Regions from separate parts of the Zea mays genome. Here region 1 is linked to region 2. A link is a contact called in public Hi-C data. All regions are on one chromosome and are shown on one strand. The core of a region is the stretch at or near the end of the contact, and the rest is flanking DNA. Distances in the headings are between cores, read along the strand shown.

Evidence for each region. Hi-C and Micro-C count contacts between places; a contact is called where the count stands out from the background.
Region 1: a contact with region 2 is called in a Hi-C map of tassel, with 9 times the contacts expected there. The contact joins the promoter of LOC118472218 here to the promoter of LOC100194212 in region 2. A contact is called at or near these places in 8 of 25 Hi-C or Micro-C datasets (bundle sheath, ear, endosperm and 4 more).

The regions. Positions count from the first base shown.
Region 1 is chr6:101,559,497-101,566,562 of Zm-B73-REFERENCE-NAM-5.0, forward strand. LOC118472218 (putative receptor-like protein kinase At3g47110) reads right to left here and starts at 1,977. Exons shown (of 2, transcript XM_035960025.1): 1 at 1-1,977.
Region 2 is chr6:101,331,970-101,338,450 of Zm-B73-REFERENCE-NAM-5.0, forward strand. It overlaps LOC100194212, which reads right to left and starts at 3,599. Exons shown (of 8, transcript NM_001351043.1): 1 at 3,399-3,599; 2 at 2,902-3,028; 3 at 2,240-2,756; 4 at 1,994-2,124; 5 at 1,482-1,888; 6 at 237-1,361. The coding sequence starts at 3,550.

The DNA of each region.
Region 1 (7,066 bases), core at 727-3,226, 230 kb after region 2:
GCGAAACCACCAATGACAAGGATGGTCTACTGTTTAGATTAAGTGATTGGAGTTCAACTATTATCTGAATATTCCCCTCTGGACCAAACCAAGCATTAAGTGATTGGAGTTCATCTCCACCAGCGTAATAATATTCGGGAACAATTATGTCTTCATTGAGCTCTCTTATCTTACCAACAGGGCTTCGTCTTGACTTGTCAGCTCGGACTACACGAAGCTCACTACCGTAGGCCATGAGTGTGGGCTTGGAGCCGATTCTATTGCTGAAGAGGTCATCGGTGCGTGTTGACAATTCCTCCAACACGTGATGTGCACCCAAGCTGGCATGCTCCAGAGACATCGAGCTCAGCAAGGCAAGGTTTGGAAGGGAAGCACCTGGAAGTGCATATGTCAATGACGAGTGGAGCAGCGTGGATGTCGAGGTTGGCATGGTGGTAAGAATTCTGTCCTCGGTGTTGGTCGAGTGGTAGATGCCGAACAAGAGCTCGTACTCCTCGGAGTAGGACACCGGGTCTGCTAGATAATCCACTCCCCATGCCGCGAAGGTCTTGGCGTCCTGCTCCTCGTGACTAAGGGACCCGGAATGGGCCTTGGTGCAGGTCTGGAACCTGACCTCAGAGTAGATCCCGAGCCTCAGCCACTTGCCATAGACGTTGACTGCCAGGTCCTTGATCTCGTGCTGGAACGTCTTGGTGTTGGCGCTAGTCACCGGTTTGTCCACGACGGGCTTCGACGCGACGATATTCTCCGGCTCCTCTGGGTCGCCCAACGCCAGATTGGGCGTCGATGAGACGTTCAAGCATTTTGCCGAACACTTGGGTGGCGAGTTGCTGGTGGTGGTCTCCATGACTGCAACTCGAGCCGCTGATGTTGTGGTCAGAAATGAGAACGGCGAAGGTGATGCCACAGGTGCCATCTGCTTCTCGCTGGTGGCGGCAAAGGGCGCAGCGCCGTCGAGGATCCCGGCTGCGCACGTGTCGGCGGCAAGCACACGCGCCGCGAGCGCGACTTCTCGCCTTGCATCGGCCCCACAGTTGTCGGCGCTGATGGGCTCCTCGAAGCGCTGCTCGTCGGAGTAGACGCCTCTACCGAAGAGGTCGCCCGGTTGCCACGCCGTGGCGAGGCCTCCTCTCTCACAGGGCAGGTACCCGCCGTAGTGCGCCCTGGCGTCGGCTCCTGCCATGGCCTCGTCGCGGTACGGCTCGTAGACGACGGGAGGAAGCGGCGATGGGCTCGCCACGACGCGGTTCGGCTCGTCGACGACGAGAAGAGGAGGTAGTGGACTCACCGCGTCACGGTTCGACTGCAGCAGTCTGGCGAAGCGCCAGTCAAGCCGAGCCTCGGCCGCGTCGAACATCTTACGGATCTCTTGGATGAGAAACTGAGTGGACTGAGAGATCTCGGTAGAGAAATCCATGGTGCTAGGGTTCGGAGAATCGCTCCTCTGATACCAATTGTTAACAACTCACACTACCAGTGTGTATTAATTCAACTCACAATAGCGATTACAGAGGATTATAGTCTGGGAAGGAAGAACAGCATGAGGATTAAGGATAGAAGAACAATGTTGAAGCCACTCTAGAAGGGTCTAGAAGAATCTAGAGGGAAGGTAGAGGAAACATAGAAGAGAGAAAACTGGAGAAGAAAGATAACAGTAACACTCTGAATATTTCATGTCTATTCTCCTGACCGTCCTGCTCTTTTGAACCTGGGCTGGCACGGACCGTTTGAGCTCACATTCCCTAACATTGATACCACTTGTTAGCACACACCTCTCTCTCGTACACGGAACTACTCGATTCACTGGTAACCTCAAGAGAATGAAGGTTTGCAGCAAGCAAGACAATCTGGAATTCTGGATAGAGGAGAGGAGCACTAGAACACAGAGGGAGACGAGCTAGAGCCCTGCAACTGGATGCGTGGGAAGGAAGATGTACAGTCAAAATGGAGAAGGAGATGTGTTCTCTGAATAATTCTTCGATGTCCATTCCTGAGACCGTGTTACTCCTTTATAGTCTTTTCCTTAGCAACATGGGCCGGCATGGGCTTTGTGCTCACATTCCCTAACACGGACGTTCCGCAGCGCCTCGCACTCTGTCACGAACGTCTTGGACGCGCCGACCTGGCTGAGGTCGAACACCTTCACCGCCACGGCGACGCTCTCGGGCTCTGAATCTGAATCCCTGCTCTTCGTCTTCGTTGTCGTCAGGGGCAGGGCGCCCAGATACACGGACCCGAACTTCCCTGCGCCGATCAGGTTCGTGTACGCGAAGCCGTTCGTGGCTTTGGCCAGTTCGGCGTACGACACTCTCTGGTAGTTCTTGCCCTCGAGAACATCCGGCGCTGCGGTCTTCGCCCGTCTCGTCGTCTTCCACCAACACTGCAAAATGGCGAGCAGCAGTATTGCCGCCGACAAGAGTGCGACGCTCAGCACAGGCGCCACCACCCGAAGAAGCAGACGGAAACGGTGCGTGTCCCTAGCGCTAGCAGCAGCAGCCGGGCACCGTGGCAGGCCCAGCTGCGGGACGCCGCCGCAGAGCGCCCCGTTCCCGGCGATCTTAAGCCCGAACACGTTCGCGAACACGCCGCGCGCCGGCACGCGGCCGTCGAGGTCGTTGTAGGACAGGTCGAGCTCGACCAGAGAGCTGGCGTTCTCCAGTTCCTCCGGGATCGTCCCTGTCAGTCTGTTTCTCGACAGGCACAGCTCCTGCAGGCCGGACATGTCGCCCAGCTTCGGCGGGATGCTCCCGGACAGCATGTTGCCCGTCAGGTTCAGCGTCCTGAGACCCTTGAGGCCACTCAGCGACGGCGGGATGCTTCCGTCGAGGAGATTGCGGTCCAGAGCAAGGAGCTCTAGGCTCTGGCAGCTGCCCAGGTCGTCTGGTAACTCGCCGGAGAACTGGTTCCCCGACAGCACTAGCTGCGCTAGGTTCACGAGGCTGGAGACATCGGACGGGAGCGGACCGTCGAGCTGGTTGCCAGACAAGTCCAACGCCAACGACAAGGACGGCAGGCTGAAGATCTCGCTAGGGACGGGGCCGGCGAGCGCGTTGCCCGAGAGGTTGAGGGAGGTGAGGAGCTGCAGGTTGGCTAGAGTGCGTGGGATCGATCCGTTCAGCCTGTTGCTGCTCAGGTCAACGACGAGCAGCTGGGTCAGGTTGCCGATGGAGGACGGGAGTGGCCCGGCTAACTTGTTGTCCTGCAGCCACAGCCCCGACAGGTTTCTGAGGTTCCCAATCGCCTCCGGGATGGCACCGGAGAGGCGATTGGACTGAAGCCGCAACCGCTGGAGCGCGACGAGGTTGCCGATGCCGGGAGGAATAGGCCCGGACACGCGGTTGTTCGCGAGGCCGAGGGTCTTTAGATGCTTGGAGAGGTTGCCGACGGATGCTGGCATCGTGCCACTGAACTTGTTGTCGTCGATGGAGAGAGCCACCAAGTTGCTGCAGCTGCTTAGACGGTCCAGGTGTTAGAATTATAGGCATTTTCCGTATTATTTTAATTCCATAAATTAATATTATGATGATGACATATAAAATATGTTTAATCATAAAAATCATTATCTCAAATATATCCATAACAATATGGATCAAGAGAACACGAAACATATGAATCATATAAATATAATAAGCAAATAAACATAGAACATGTATTATTATGGAACAACTGAAAATAAACAGATAGCAACATAAACAGCATGACTGTAAAATTAAGACAAACAGATTTATCATATTACTAGTATGATCAGGCATCAGACACGTCATGATATAATACGACAAAACAGATTGGATAAATTTATGGCTATAAATAAAACAACAGATATGAACATATATAATTTGCAGAATGAAAAACAGTAAGGAGATGAATTGATCATACCCTGTCATGCGCTCCGAGGATCTAGATCCTTGTCCAACTTCACTTGTCATGTCAGCAGGAAGAAGACTTTGGGCAGTCGCGTAGACGCTCCCCAAAAACCTAATTGCCGATCCCTCGTGCAAGGTCTCGAACGGCAAGGGCTCCGGAGGCACCTGCCCTCTCGCTTCTCTGTGCGCGCAGAGTCACGAGATGGAAATACCCTCACTCGGCTGCTGGACTGTGTTCTGAAAGTGTTTTTTTCGCGTGTACCGAGTGACAGGGGTGCTCCTCTATTTAACCTCTCGCAGAGGGAAGCTGAAGGAGAAAGGTCGCCGAGTCACGCCAAGAGTCGGCCAGCTCTAGCCGAGTTATGCCATGAGTCGGCCAGCTCTTGCCGAGTCACGCCATAAGTCGGCAGCTGAAGGAGAAGGGTCACTCGGCTGACTGACGAAGAGACAGGGTCACTCGGCAGACGAAGAGACAGAGTCACTCGGCTAACGTACGCGGTTAGTGAGTGCTAAAAATTAACACAACCACACCACGCCCGCTCGCCTGCCTCGCCTCGCCTCGCCACGCCACGCCACGCCACGCTGAAAGGGAATTAGGCTTACACCTAGTTCCTATATGATTTTGGTGGTCGAATTGCCCAACACAAATCTTTGGACTAACTTGTTTGCCCAAGTTTATAGTGTATACAGGTGTAAAAGGTTCACACTCAGCCAATAAAAAGACCAAGTTTTGGATTCAACAAAGGAGCAAAGGGGGCAACCGAAGGCACCCCTGGTCTGGCACACCGGACTGTCCGGTGTGCCACCGGACAGTGAACAGTACCTGTCCGGTGCACCAGGGGACTCAGACTCAAACTCGCCACCTTCGGGAATTTCCAAGGCGACTCGGCTATAATTCACCGGACTGTCCGGTGTACACCGGACAGTGTCCGGTGCGCCAAGGAAGGTCGGTCTCAGGAACTCGTCAGCCTCGGGTTCGCGCGGCAGCCGCTCCGCTAAAATTCACCGGACTGTCCGGTGTGCACCGGACTGTCTGGTGTGCCAGCGAAGCAACGGCTCCCTGCAGCGCCAACGGCTCCCTGCGGTGCATTTATTGCGCGCGCAGCGCGCGCAGACGTCGGCACGCCCATACCGGTGCACCGGACATCAAACAGTACATGTCCGGTGTGCACCGGACACCCAGGCGGGCCCACAAGTCAGAAGCTCCAACGGCTAGAATCCAACGGCAGTGATGACGTGGCAGGGGGCACCGGACTGTCCGGTGTGCACCGGACTGTCCGGTGCGCCATCGAACAGACAGGTTCCCAACGGCCACATTTGGTGGTTGGGGCTATAAATACCCCAACCACCCCACCATTCATTGCATCCAAGTTTTCCCACTTCTCAACCACTTACAAGAGCTAGGCATTCAATTCTAGACACATACAAAGAGATCAAATCCTCTCCAATTCCACACAAGGCTTTAGTGATTAGCGAGAGAGATTTGCCGTGTTCTTTTGAGCTCTTGCGCTTGGATTGCTTCTTTTCTTTCTCACTTGTTCTTGAGATCACAACTCCATTGTAATCAAGGCAAGAGGCACCAATTGTGTGGTGGCCCTTGCGGGGAAGTTTTGTTCCCGGCTTTGATTTGAGAAGAGAAGCTCACTCGGTCCGAGGGACCGTTAGAGAGAGGGAAGGGTTGAAAGAGACCCGGCCTCTGTGGCCTCCTCAACGGGGAGTAGGTTTGCAAGAACCGAACCTCGGTAAAACAAATCTCCGTGTCTCACTTGCTTATTCGCTTGGGATTTGTTTTGCGCCCTCTCTCTCGGACTCGTTTATATTTCTAACGCTAACCCGACTTGTAGTTGTGTTTATATTTGTAAATTTCAGTTTCGCCCTATTCACCCCCCCTCTAGGCGACTATCAATTGGTATTAGAGCCCGGTGCTTCATTAGAGCCTAACCGCTCGAAGTGATGTCGGGAGATCACGCCAAGAAGGAGATGGAGACCGGCGAAAAGCCCACTACAAGCCAAGGGAGCACTTCATCGGAAGAGTCCCACACCAAAAGGAAGGAGAAGAAGAAGGACTCCTCCAAACGGAAGGAGAAAAAGTCTTCCTCTTCTCACCACAAAGAGAAGAAGGAAAAATCTTCTTCTCACAAGCCGCATCGGAGAGGGGACAAGCACAAAAGAATGAGGAAGGTGGTCTACTACGAGACCGACACTTCATCAACATCAACCTCCGACTCCGACGCGCCCTCCGTCACTTCTAAGCGCCAAGAGCGCAAGAAGTATAGTAAGATTCCCCTACGCTACCCTCGCATTTCCAAACATACTCCTTTACTTTCCGTCCCATTAGGCAAACCACCAACTTTTGATGGTGAAGATTACGCTAGGTGGAGCGATTTAATGTGATTTCATCTAATCTCGCTCCACAAAAGTATATGGGATGTTGTTGAGTTTGGTGCACAGGTACCGTCGGTAGGGGATGAGAACTATGATGAGGATGAGGTGGCCCAAATCGAGCACTTCAACTCACAAGCAACGACAATACTCCTCGCCTCTCTAAGTAGAGAGGAGTATAACAAAGTACAAGGGTTGAAGAGCGCTAAGGAGATTTGGGATGTGCTCAAAACCGCGCACGAAGGAGATGAGCTCACCAAGATCACCAAGCGGGAAACGATCGAGGGGGAGCTCGGTCGGTTCCGGCTTCGCAAAGGGGAGGAGCCACAACACATGTACAACCGGCTCAAGACTTTGGTGAACCAAGTGCGCAACCTCGGGAGCAAGAAATGGGATGACCACGAAGTGGTAAATGTTATTTTAAGATCTCTCATTTTTCTTAATCCCACTCAAGTTCAATTGATTCGTGGCAATCCTAGATATACTAAAATGACCCCCGAGGAAGTTATCGGGCATTTTGTAAGTTTTGAGTGCATGATAGAAGGCTCGAGGAAAATCAACGAGCTTGGCGACCCATCCGAAGCCCAACCCGTTGCATTCAAGGCAACGGAGGAGAAGAAGGAGGAGTCTACACCAAGTAGACAACCAATAGACGCCTCCAAGCTCGACAATGAGGAAATGGCGCTCGTCATCAAGAGCTTCCGCCAAATCCTCAAGCAAAGGAGGGGGAAGGACTACAAGTCCCGCTCCAAGAAGGTTTGCTACAAGTGTGGTAAGCCCGGTCATTTTATTGCTAAATGTCCTATATCTAGTGACAGTGA
Region 2 (6,481 bases), core at 2,349-4,848:
AGTATAGAAGGGCCAGGTGTGATCTCTTCTTGGGCTCTATCTAATAGTTCTTCAAGAACCCTTCAGAGCAGCATCAGAAATTTAGAATGCAAATAACTAATATTATACTTGTGATGTGAATAACTAGAGGTTTTAGCAACAGATGCCTGGTATCATATGTTCAGACCCAAAATAAATACTAGTCAGCACGCCATAACTTTTGGCTCACAAGTGAGAACAAATGGAAGTGTACTCACGAGAACGAATGTTTAGCTGGTTCGAGTGCTGTAGTAAGATCATATATGGGACATGAGTGCCATCTAGGTTGCTCTTTCTGAAGCATCAAGTGCAGCGATCTCAAATGGCAATACTTTGCAAGTGTTTTTACAGGCTTAACAGTGGCATCATCTACAGTGACCAACCCAGTGTATGCATACTCCAAAATTTTCTTCAGAGCGTGACTATCTACACGATCAGACATTCGAACATGATAGCATGACCTTCTGCCCCATTCATAAGTTACTGACCCATCACGGACAAAAGTTTTTTCAGATGGTAATAATTTAGGACATCTTGCTGATAGGATAGCCGCATGAGCACTTAGAGATTCGCCATCTGCAAGCAACAGTTCCAGATCAACTAACTCACTGTCACACAAAACATTTCTCATATTTCCTCCTAGCTTGCTTGGAAAACCACAGAGGCCAAACATACTCAGTATATGTGCAATATAAGACTTGGGCCCTGGGCTCATGTTCTGACACAAGGCTTGTTTAAGGACTCCAACCAAACCTTCGTTGTAATGATCTCTGCATTCATGGCACACAATCCCCGCATCTAACTTTCTTTTACAGTGGAAACAAATAAAGTTGTCACTCTTCAGCAGATTAAACAATACTACGAGACCATAAAATAAAACAATATTTTCACCCTCCCACTCTTCAGAGAGATAGCAGCATGAACTTCCATCAAAACAAAATTGCAGATGAGAAGCAAAGTTTGATCTCGTAATGTACAAATGATCGTGCAGACATTCCTTGATAATGTTGGATAATACATCTACAGCACTCCTTTTGTTGAGACTATAGTTAGATTGTACTACCAACAAGCATGCTATGTTCATGAGGTTGGTCATGATCTTGACACAGTCAAAAGATGCCGTAAGATTTCTGGTAACATTCGATTCTAGTGATGACATGAACATGTTCATATATTCATTGTCTAATGGTAGAACAGCTTCCAGAAATTTAGAACTTGCCTCAGAGAAAATGAATTGGCTAGGAGAGAGAAGCATCATAAGAACTGCCCTCAAAGCCGGTTCCTGCTCCTCCTTAGACAATTTGAGGGGACTTTTTTTCAGAGTTAAATCTGTTGCTAGCGAGCTGCACAAAGAAGCATGAGGTAGACAAATTTAGATCTTAACATGAATATAAAGTTCCTTGTGGCACTGAACAAATATTCCAGAAAAATTGCACTCCAACGGGATAGAACCTACTACCTACCAAGCACATGATATCAGTCCCTGCAAGAAATTATTCTGACATGTCCCTACCGAAAAATGCTCATTGTCGCAATGTACTGCTAGATATCCGAGTATATCCCATACATAGGGATGTATATCCATAATATCTTTGGAATCTATATTGAACAGCTCCCCATGGCACAAAGTCTGATGTGCATGAGATGAAGAGTTGCAGCTCCCACAAAGAATCTTATAAAGTATTTTATCAATAGCATTAAACCAGAAGCATCTATGATGATTCCCAGAATAACGAAGCGCCAGTAATGCAGTCCGACATCCCTCTCTTACTAATGTCTTCTCATTTATTTCAGACATGGCATTGGTTATGCCTTGAACAATAGGCTGACCATGTGCAGTCATCAACCAATTGCAGCCCCTTGAAGATCTCTGTAGGCAACAAAGCCATTTTAAGTTTCTCTTTCTGGAGGGAAAACATGTATAATAGTTGGGTAATATTATTCAACCATCAAATTCTGTTGAGACGATTCTTACCAGAAAAACCTGGCAGAGCCTCAATGCTTCAATCCTAGTAACAGTAGGATGAGATTTTCCCATAAGGTTACCAGTCTTAATGATCAGCTCTTCATTCTTAAGAAGGACCATTGCTCCATTGCCACATAAAGCTGAATTACAGATAGTTTTCAGATGTGAAAGAGGAAACCAAATGAGAATGCAAAATATCTATGGGAAACTGGACACAGAAGTCAAAGAGGATAATTACCACAGGCACAGATGTACCTAAAGCAGCATATAGCTTAAGAATTTTAGCTGAAACTGTTGTTTCAGCAGTAAGACAGTAATGTGCTAGTTTGGCCATCAAGTTGTGATTGCTCCATACATGGTATCTCGAGGAAGGCCAAATCCACAGTATACTTCTTAGCAGAGATATCATCTCTGTCAGATAGTTCAGTGGATGGACATCTTCGGTGTAATTCTGTAGAGTTGAAATAACACTCGCAACTGCATTGGTCTTGTCCAGAGCCTCCCAAATTTCTGCCTGAGTCGAAGCTCTCGCTGTAACTTGGTTGTTCAATATACAAGTCAATGCACTTGCACATGGTAAAGCAATACGTAGCTGATTTGCAGACAAATGGCATGAGAGGCACGAAACCATCTCCAAAACTGAGTATTGGCGAACAGAATTTCCTAAAGTAGAGAAAAACTTCGAGCTCACGTCAGCTGCTTGGATCAGAACTGAAACGTTCTCTGTCTTAAGAATACCTTCCAGTGCTACAAGTATATCTGAAATTGACTCCTGGTAAACAAACACTTCTGGTTACAATAGTATTTTCATGTTTATAAATAGCACTCTAGAAGAGTATACCACAAGGACATTAAGAAATAACTTGGAACAGCTGAAGAAGGCATTTTAATGCAAATCGAAATACAGGGGATTATACCTTTATAGGAGGAAGTCTGAGCAGTTCATTTGAAAGACAACCGACAAATGCACCCACCGATTTGAGCACGTGAGACTGTACTCCAGCATCAGTAGACTGCCATTTTTTAGCACCGTGGCCATCAGACCTGACATATACATAGAAGGTTAAAAAAAACAGAGCAAAGAGAACACACACCTTGGTGAAAACACATCCCTACAACCCAATTATTTCTCTATTAATTTGATTATATGCCATGTCTCTGAATATTAAAGCAACTATGTCCTCATGTCCTGTATGGTATGTATTATACAAACACAGGGTTCAGACCTTTAAAGCAACTATGTATTATACAACTCGGGGCGAGATTATACCAGGTGAAATCACCAAAGTTGCGAACCGAGCTACCTAGACCACGCAATCTTGTTTGCATAGTGGACAAGAGCTAATTCCTCGGCACGCTTGTAGAAGTATAGATGCTATGAATTCGTCTTAGGAGTGTGGGAATCAGTAATTACTTGGTGAGGCCGAGGGCGAGAGCGTCGTGGAGGCGGGTGCGGAGGGGGACGGCCTGGCCGGTGAGCAGCTGTTCGGCCGCGGAGGCGCCCTTCCTCCTGCCCTTCTCCCTCCCGGACGGCGACGGCTTGGAGGCGGAGAAGGCCGGTCGCATCGCGTTCTTGGCTGACTCCTTACCGGAGGCAGGCCGCACAACCGCAGGCAGGAGAAGCGAAGAGAAATCGTAGCGTTCTTCTAGCACCCAGCGACGGTTCGGCCTCAGCGAGGCGGTTGCCCGTTGAGCTGGTCTGGGCCGGGCCGGGAAGGAGACGCAGCATCTTTTGTTGGGCGTCCATCATTTTCTTTGGACGCCGTGTGAAAAAATGTGAATTGTATGTTCTAAAAAAAGTATGAAATGTTTATAGAAAATTATAAATCTCTATCTCTATCTTTTTTTTCTATATTAAAGCATCAGTTTCAACGCTCCACGTCTCAAACCACACCCACACATATAGATGGTCAAACAACAACCCGCATGAGCCCACTAGGCCCGACGCCCACAGCTCCGGTCTAGTCTTGGCACGCCGGCCTGCTGACCGTGTCGGACCTGCCCATTAGGCTGTCAATCCATTTGATTGAATCAGCGTAAAATATTAAAAAAACAGTGCAGAAGGTGGGGGTTCGAAGTCACGTCCTAATGGAAGAAGGGTGGAAGACACTGAGTGAAGCTATCTAACTAGTAGATCAACATGCTCAGGTATTCTGAATATTGAATATAAATTGTACATATGTATATACGATTTTTTATAAAAAATTTAAGCGTGTCGGGCCGGGCCAGCACTACGGATCGAAGCTACGCCCCAAGCACGGGGCGACGCTCATGTCGGGCTGGCCCAAGCACTATTAAATGGATCATGCCTCGGCCCGGCCCGGCCCGCCAGACATGGTCCATTGGCCGTCTATACCTCCGCACGATAATGATGGTACTCGCCTCAGTTGCCGCCACCTCGTTCGTCATCCTACTTCTTTTCTCTCTTCCCTCATGCCTTCGCCTCCATACGACCCCATTCTCGGCAGAGGACGTGGGAGCAAGCGTCTCTTCCCCATATTCGTCCGACACCAGTCCCGACACCGACCTGCGTACTGGCTATTGCACGTCCATGAGAACGTTTCACAGCATGCGTGCACCATCGTTTTCGTCGTTGCCGGACGTCTCGTTCGTCTTCCCTGCCTTCGTCTTATTCTTCCTCCCCAACCTGCTGCCCACGCCCGCGGTCGCAGCCACGAGCCGACCGACCCTCGTCTATGTGGGTACGTGGCAAGTCGGTCTTGCTCCTGGCCTTTCTCCATGCGTGCCGCTGTGGAGGACACGGTGGCGCCTGCCACGCGTAGGTTATCTTGGCGATGGGGAGTCCATGTATGAGATATTGGACAACCAAGGTCCGTAGCTCGGTAGCAGTCGGCATATGCTATAGAGTTGGTGGTGTTGTTGTGTCGCCTTGGCGGGTCTAGGGCTAGGAAGGCACTCGCATTCTCTCGCCCTTCTCGTACTGATGCCTGATGCGGGTGCCTCTAGGTTTTTGAGCTGCTCCGGCTGGGGTTCTTTCTCCGCTTGTGTGCTCTCTCCCTATATGTATCTAGCGGTATACTACATATGTCGCCTCCAGATGCCCAGGTTTTCGCCGTGTCCTTCTTCGGCAACGAACAGGTTTGCCCGCCTCTTCCCTTCCTTTCTTGCTCTATGAAAACCTGATGGCTCTACATAGCCTGTCTATATGGCCTTTCCCTTACCACAGTGTCGACTCGGTATGCTTCTACCACTTCTATGTACCTGTCACTCATCCTTCCGTCATTGCAAAAAATATTGCGTTGTTCCTCTGTTGTTTTGGGTGTTAGTTTTTTATTGTGCTAATGACTGAACATAATTTGGGTGTGTTAATACTTTATTTATTATCTGCGCATGGTTTGTGTTCTTCTGATGATGGCTCATGGATCCTGCAAAATACGTGTTAGGATTTGGAGATCTATGCGGGCACTACCACATGGTGCTCATCCATTGTGTTCTTGGCTCTTGCATGCATTAGGTTGTTTCTGAGACCATATTGGTGCAATGGACTTCATGGTGTTTGAGGTTGCTGAATTGGATGGAGCAGCAATGATTTGTTAGGCTAACAGTAAAAGAAAAAGTTATTTGTTGGTTTTAAACATTAGTAATCGCTACGAAGTACCATAATTTGTATGGAGCGCATCCAGTTTTTATTGATGCCTGACTTTAACAACCAATCCATATTTTGATCTATCTTTTTTTTATAAGTTTGAGTTCATGTGACTTATTTTAGAAACTTGAGCTCACAAACTTGCTCTTATTTGGTCTCTGTATGGTAGAATTATGTCGTTCTATAATCTCTGTTCGTTCAGTCAGTCATTGTGAACTCTCTTTTAATCGCTCTCTTCATTGCCTGTGTTGTACCAAGACATATTGTATGGAGTAAACAACAACATCAGTTAGTCAAATAAAAAACATTATACGGAGAGCGGAGACAATCAATAAAAAACTTGAGATATTTTTGGTGGATAGTTTACGTGGGTACTGTTGTGAACCGTCGTAACGCACGGTCAACCGACTAGTTTACAAATAATATGCAAGTAAATCGCTACTAAGATATGTTTTTGTAAGTGCAATCAACCCTTACTGAGGGTTTTGGTGATTAAATGACAAAATAAACAGAGTTTCTAACAAGTTTGCTCCTAGTATGTATACAATTATCCTAAAGATAGAAGGAGCACAGATTCCATATGTACACAAAAGGGAAAGCACCGTGGATTAAAATTCTACATCATATGGCGTGTTTCGAGTGCTTGTGAACAACGACAGTTTAAATTTTACAAATTCTTGAGTTATAGGAATCACCATTCAATTAAGAGGGATCCGCAAAATTTGAGTAAGTAACTGCGATGAGCTCAGTCTAAACCTCTTCAAAAACCTCTAAGAAAACATTTTGTTAGACCTTGAATGCTCTTGGAAAAACCACTTTTATTTCCCACTCAGACTTCCCCAAGGTTCTGTCATGTTTTCTAAAAACCAGCTCAAACTTTTTGAAAACCG